Linked DNA regions of Mus musculus: region 1 is linked to region 2. Evidence: chromatin contacts called from public Micro-C data. All regions are on one chromosome and are shown on one strand. Each heading gives the region's core, a stretch centred on a gene start, on an enhancer-like site or on the middle of the called end of the contact. The rest is flanking DNA. Distances are from core to core; before and after follow the strand shown. Region 1 overlaps Abcb1a (ATP-binding cassette, sub-family B (MDR/TAP), member 1A). Region 2 holds the start of Rundc3b (RUN domain containing 3B).

Evidence for each region. A called contact is a pair of places that touch in the nucleus more often than the background predicts.
Region 1: a Micro-C map of embryonic stem cells shows a contact between it and region 2, with 3 times the contacts expected there. The contact joins the enhancer-like site here to the promoter of Rundc3b in region 2. A contact is called at or near these places in 1 of 39 promoter capture datasets (liver), 1 of 484 Hi-C or Micro-C datasets (embryonic stem cells), 2 of 115 datasets of contacts at active chromatin or transcription factors (the SCID.adh cell line and embryonic stem cells) and 3 of 9 other capture datasets (adipose tissue, liver and pancreatic islet).

What each region holds. Positions count from the first base shown.
Region 1 is chr5:8,726,243-8,729,235 of GRCm38.p6, reverse strand. Abcb1a (ATP-binding cassette, sub-family B (MDR/TAP), member 1A) reads right to left here. Exons shown (of 30, transcript NM_011076.3): 23 at 2,260-2,463. Among named protein-coding and RNA genes, the nearest start is that of Gm31157, 32 kb to the right of the region's middle. Within about 2 kb of position 1,490, at least 8 of the 459 cell types and tissues checked have an H3K27ac peak or open chromatin away from gene starts, as enhancers often do. A contact at or near this core is called in embryonic stem cells, where this site is marked.
Region 2 is chr5:8,621,324-8,624,515 of GRCm38.p6, reverse strand. Rundc3b (RUN domain containing 3B) reads left to right here and starts at 1,564. Exons shown (of 11, transcript NM_001347311.1): 1 at 1,564-2,028. The coding sequence starts at 1,904. All of the region lies in intron 2 of Abcb1a (ATP-binding cassette, sub-family B (MDR/TAP), member 1A), which reads right to left.

The DNA.
Region 1 (2,993 bases), core at 241-2,740, 100 kb before region 2:
CTCCACAGTGCAGTCTCCTCATCCTGATGCACAATGAGGATTACATTTATCTGCATGTTCTGACATCACACCACAAAGAAAGGAAATGAGCAGGACCTCACATCTGCTCAAGCATCCCAAACCCGAAGCATATTGCAAAGTATGGCATAGTATGTACTCCTTGGTTGGGGCCAGACCCTAGAGTTAGCTAGTTCCCAATGACTGTTTCCTAGGACCTCTTCACCAGAGGTTCAACTCCACAGACCTTGGCTGGGAAACACTAATGCCACACAAAGCATTTCTCTGAAAGTACAGAGGAAAATAGAGCCACGCGTCTAAGAACACACAGAGACAAAGTGTCTTTAGTGTCTTGGAAGGTCCTCAACCTTCACATATTGGGATGCCTGGCTCGCAGACACCTGGTCTTCAGGAAATCACAGCCCTCTCACCTGCTGGGATCCCTGCTGTTTCTTGGTACCTGGAATGTCAATGAGCTGCCCTATTTTGACCTCTCATTTCTATCATCCTGATAACTGATGTTCCACTGTGACAGAGCTTGGATTCCTAGCTAACTGGAGGACCAAGGCCTCAGTTTGCATCCTGGCTCCAGCAGTGGTGGGCTTTATAGTAGTGAGGCATAGCCTGTGTCCCTCAGCCTCACCTGAAGCATGAAATAATAACAGAGCATACCTGACAGAGTTAGTGTAACTAGTAAAACACTTTCCAGGAAACCAAGTAAATGCCACACAATGTTGAGCTGTGGCTAAATAAATAAATAAATAAATAGCTGGGCATGCAGAACAGAGGGGGGGCGGGGGGAACAGATGTGGGAGGAAGGGGAGATAATGAAGGGGAAAAGGAGAGCTCCAGGGGGCTGGAGTAGTGATGTAAAATGGCATGAGGCACCAGAGTAATCCAGACTAGATTATGTAATCCAAAATGGAGAAGACAAATATACTTGGGATTTTTTTCCACTTTGAATCTCCCCAATTATTCATAATAAAATGGGACCACTTTCCTGAATCCAAGGGTGGCTTTAAGCTTGCTTGAAAAAAAAGAAAAGAAAAGAAAAAAAAGAAAAGAAAAGAAAAAGGAAAACAGCGAGAACAGCAGGTAGGGAGAGTGTACTGGCTAGTTTTATGTCAATTTGGTGTAAACTAGAGTCATTAGAGCAGAGAGAGCCACGATAAAGAAAATGCTTCCATAAGATACAGCTGCAGACAAGCCTGTAGGGCATTTTCTTAATTAGTGACTGATAGGGGAGAGCCCAGCCCATTGTGGGTGGGGCTACATCTGGGCTGGTAGTTCTACAAGAAAGCAGGCTGACTGAGCAAACCATAGGAAGCAAGCCAGTAAGTTGCTCCAGCTGTGGTCTCTGCATCAGCTCCTGCCTCTGGGGTCCTTCCCGTCTTCACTGAGTGACATAAACCCTTTCCTCCCCACATTGCTTTGTTCATGAGTGTTTCATCGAAGCACAGAAACCATTATTAAAACAGGGGGAGGAAAGAGGAAAAGAGAAAAGAAGAAGAGGGCTGGATGAGAAGAGAGGATTCCGACGGCAGTGGCCTGAAACAAAGCCCTGAGAAGCAGGTGTCGGTATTTGAAACTAAGGTTATGTTTCCATTTCAAATTCTAATCTTGAGATAAGCATAATAAATGTTGCCCAAATGGTGGCTATTAAAATATTATTATAGTAGCCAGGCAGTGGTGGCACATGACTTTAATCCCAGCACAAGAGAGGCAGAGGCAGGAGTATCTCTCAGTTCAAGGCCAACCTGGTTTACAGAGTCAGTTTCAGGACAGTCAAGGCCATATTTGTCTCAAAAAACAAAAAACAAACAAACAAATAAACAAAACCAAACAAAATTCCTGTAGATTGAGGAGATGACTCTGTTGGTAAAGGATTTGCCTTGCAAGCACAAGGACCCAAGTTTGACCTCTAGTATTCAGGGAAAAACATCTCAGCTACGCTTGGTGGCATGTGCCTGTAATCCTAGTTCTGAAGGTACAGGGATGGGTGGAGAGGTCATATCTCAAACAGAGAACAGCCATATCTCAAGAGGCATACTGGACTATACCTGAGAAATATCGCCCAGGGTGTATTCTGACCTCCACACAGCATGCATGTGCACTTGCACATACATACGTGTACACCCGAAGGAACACACACACACAAACACACACACCAGCATTGCCAGGACATAGTAAAAGAGAGTAAGAAAGCATAACTGGAAAGACTGTCCTTTTACTTAGTGACCAGTCATATTTAGTTCAACTCACCTTTCCAGAACCTTCTAGTTCCTTCTTATCTTTCAGTGCTTGTCCAGACAACATTTTCATTTCAACCACTCCTGCTATCGCAATGATGGGTACAATTGCTAAGAGTAAAAGTGTTAGTTGCCAGCCATAGATTAGGGATATGATGATTCCTGTCCCAAGATTTGCTATGTTCTGGAAAATCACAGCAAGCCTAGACCCTGTAGCCTGAAAAAGAAGAGACATGGTTTATAGTCTAAAATATGTTTAAGTATATATTTAAGAATAATAACTAATTTTCACAAAAAGCTTCTCACCTATGAAGTAAAAGGAAAGATGCCTTTATACAAAGCTTTTGGTTTCTAAAACAAAGATTTCCCATGATTTACAAGTGTAGAATAATAACCCAAAGTGCAAGTTTGTATTTCCATAATCTTTCAACACCAAAAACCCATGCACCAAAGCAAATCAGAATGTAAGGATCAGACAATTATATTAAATTGAGGATGGTGGTCATCTAGCCATGAAACTGCTTACAATTTAAGGAAGATAGGTGTCAATATACCTGGGCCTATTTGAAACACTTATTTTCTTGGAAAAATGCAGATTCAGAAGTTTTGGAATATGGTTTACAGTAAGCAGAGGCTTTGGATAAAATTCTGAAGGATTCATGACACATTGCTCTCACTCCTTTGCAATGATTCCTAACTCGAAACCAGCAGTTAATCTAGTCAGTGTAGCACACCAAGCAGAGCAGT
Region 2 (3,192 bases), core at 315-2,814:
TGTTGAACATTTTTTTCAGGTGCTTCTCAGCCATTCGGTATTCCTCAGGTGAGAATTCTTTGTTTAGCTCTGAGCCCCATTTTTTAATGGGGTTATTTGATTTTCTGGAGTCCACCTTCTTGAGTTTTTTATATATATTGAATATTAGTCCCCTATCTGATTTAGGATAGGTAAAGATCCTTTCCCAATCTTTTGGTGGCCTTTTTGTCTTATTGGCAGTGTCTTTTGCCTTACAGAAGCTTTGCAATTTTATGAGGTCCCATTTGTCAATTCTTGATCTTACAGCACAAGCCATTGCTCTTCTATTCAGGAATTTTCCCCCTGTGCATATCTTTGAGGCTTTCCCTCACTTTCTCCTCTATAAGTTTCAGTGTCTCTGGTTTTATGTGGAGTTCCTTGATCCACTTAGACTTGACCTTAGTACAAGGAGATAGGAATGGATCAATTTGCATTCTTCTACATGATAACCTCCAGTTGTGCCAGCACCATTTGTTGAAAATGCTGTCTTTTTTTCCACTGGATGGTTTTAGCTCCCTTGTAGAAATTTTCTTAATAATTAATTTTTATTTTAACATAATTATATTTAAGAGGTAGAGGTGAGACTTTGTCCTGATTTTAGATTTTCAAAATTTAAAAACAAACAAACAAACAAACAAAACCTGAAGTCTGGACATACTTACAGGCAGTCTGAGGTGAATGTCAGAGGTCAGGGTCTCAAGCCCGTAGCCTCCCATAGGTAAAGCCAGAGGTAAAGCCAGAGAAGTAGAGACTACAAAGTGGTCCTCCCAAGGGGCTTATTGGGACTCCAAGGCAGGATTTCCCTCTGCCCTTGACAAACCTCCTCCATGGCTCACGAGCTGCAATTCAGTTCAGATCTCACTGCACAGAACCCAAGACTGGACATCCCCACTACACTCGTTTTTCTATGGTCAATGTGGTTTCAAGGCTGTGCTGGACACTGAGTAAGATGAGGTGAATTCTGACCAGATTCACGGGAAGAGAAATGCCATGGGCGCACTCCCTGATGCCACTGTGTCGTTGTTTGTCAGGTTCAAAGGGGGCGTTTGGGACAAATGGAACTCTTCTTCTATTCTAGGTAACCCCCACTTCCCACCCCACCCAACTATGGCATTCTCCTGCTGAGGCTACTGAAGCCTCAGGACCAGGAATCTGCCATGAACTTAGCCTTGTCAGGGTGACTATGGACCACAGTCACCGTGGAGTAGGCACAGCAAAGCCGGCTTTCCAAGCCAAGGCTGCCTCGCCGGGCTCACCAAGGTGCTGCACGAGCCGACCCGCGTTCTGACAGAGGCCCACGCGCCAGGGCGGGGCTTAAGCGAGCCTCTTTAAAAGCTCCTGGGGCGGGTCCCGCCCCCACCTCTCGTCATTGGCTCTCTCCGTAGCGGCCTTGTTCCCATAGGTGCAGGGGGCGGGGGCTGAGTGAGACAGGCGTGGGGAGGGGGGCTTCACCTCAGCGGCTCCGCCCTGCTGGAAGAATGACGTGCGGTTAGGCCTGCGGGGTGACAGGCTCGCCCGGGCGCTGGTGCGGCGTCCCTGGAGACTCGGAGCCCGCCCTCCCGCCCGCCCGCCCGCGCGCGCTTCTCTCGTGGACGGCGGCGGCGGCGCGCGCGCGCGCGAGCGAGGGTGGAGGTGGCTCGTGCGTGCGTGTGAGTGAGCGCGTGTGTATGTGTGAGAGAGCGTGTGTGAGTGTGTGTGCACGCGCGCGTGGAGCCTGGGTACCGGTGCCCGACTGACTGCCTTCCACACCCTGCCTACTCCGCGCCTCCTTCCTCGCCTCTCTCCCGCCCGGCGGGCTGCCATCGTTGAGAGAAGGCCGGGGGACACAGGTGTGCGAGGCTTGCGGGACCGCTGGAGACAAAGGGGGCGCGGAGGTGAGCCCGCCATGGCCTCCCGGAGCCTGGGGGGCCTGAGCGGGAGCCGCGGCGGCGGCGGCGGCGGCGGCGGCAAGAAGAGCCTGAGCGCCCGCAACGCTGCGGTGGAGAGGAGGAACCTGATCACCGTGTGCAGGTGCGGGGCTGCGGGCGCCGGGCTGAGGGAGGTGCTGGGGCTCGGCGCTGCGGCCCGTGCCGCGCGTGTCCGCGGGCCAGCGGGGCCCTGCAGAGGGGCGGGAGCCTCTCCCCGCGAGGCCGTGGGCTAGCCCTCGCGTCTCAGGGTCCTCGCTTGGAGGCTGCCCGGGGAGGGCCGGGGCGGAGCCGGGGAGGAACCGTTTGGAACCGGCCAGCTTGCGTCTGAGGAGAAGAGGGCGGAGGAAGAGCAGCATCCAGCTGCTGTAGTAGTTACTGAGATGTCCCCAAATCCCTGTGCGTTCTCTTGCTGTCGCTTGTTGGCGTACGCATTTTCACTCCTCTCCCTCGGCCCTTATCTGTATTGGGTATCTAAGTCTTGTCAACTACAGTGCTTGTGCAATTGTGGAAGACTCCTGGTCAGTCCTTTTGGGCATTTATTTAAGTGCTTCCTGGTTGTAAATGTAGCCCTTCCTCCAGGAATTATAGAAATAGATCATCACTATCTATAAATCAAGAATTCAGAAAAAAACTGATTTTGAACAAGCTGATAAATTTTCTTTAAGTCTTATAATATTCTAGGCATCCATCTCTTAGTAACTACTCAGAGCCAATACGCTCTGTTAAAAATGATTTTGTTCCATCATACTGGTTAATCATCAACTACTGATAATTCTCTTGTTATCAGGTAAATGATGAAACCTTTCCTGCCTCTCTGGCTTATGTCTATTTTTTTTTTTCCTTATGTAAAATCGTGGCTAGCATCTTAAGCAGATTGCAGATATCTGTAGTAGGAATGACATTCAGTATTTAAGCAACTTTTAAAAAGTTGGATTCTAATGAATGCTCATCTTTCAGGAAGAGCTTTGCTCACAGTTTGCATTGTAAGTGGTAAAGTAATATAGACTATATTTATCATTTGTGCTGTGTAGAATACAAGCTTTTGGGACAGATGGGCTTTATTACATTGTTTTAAATTGAGGCAAATTTCTATGTTAGATTCATAGAAAAATAAGCTAGTTGGGTAGTCTTATCTTTTAAAGATATTAAAATTATTTTTTTAAAGAAATGAGTTTCAAAGCAGGTTCCAGCCTAACCTGTGCTTCTTGAATCATTTATGCTGCATCAGAGCTTCAGCGGACTCAAACTTCCCGATGGTTTAACATTG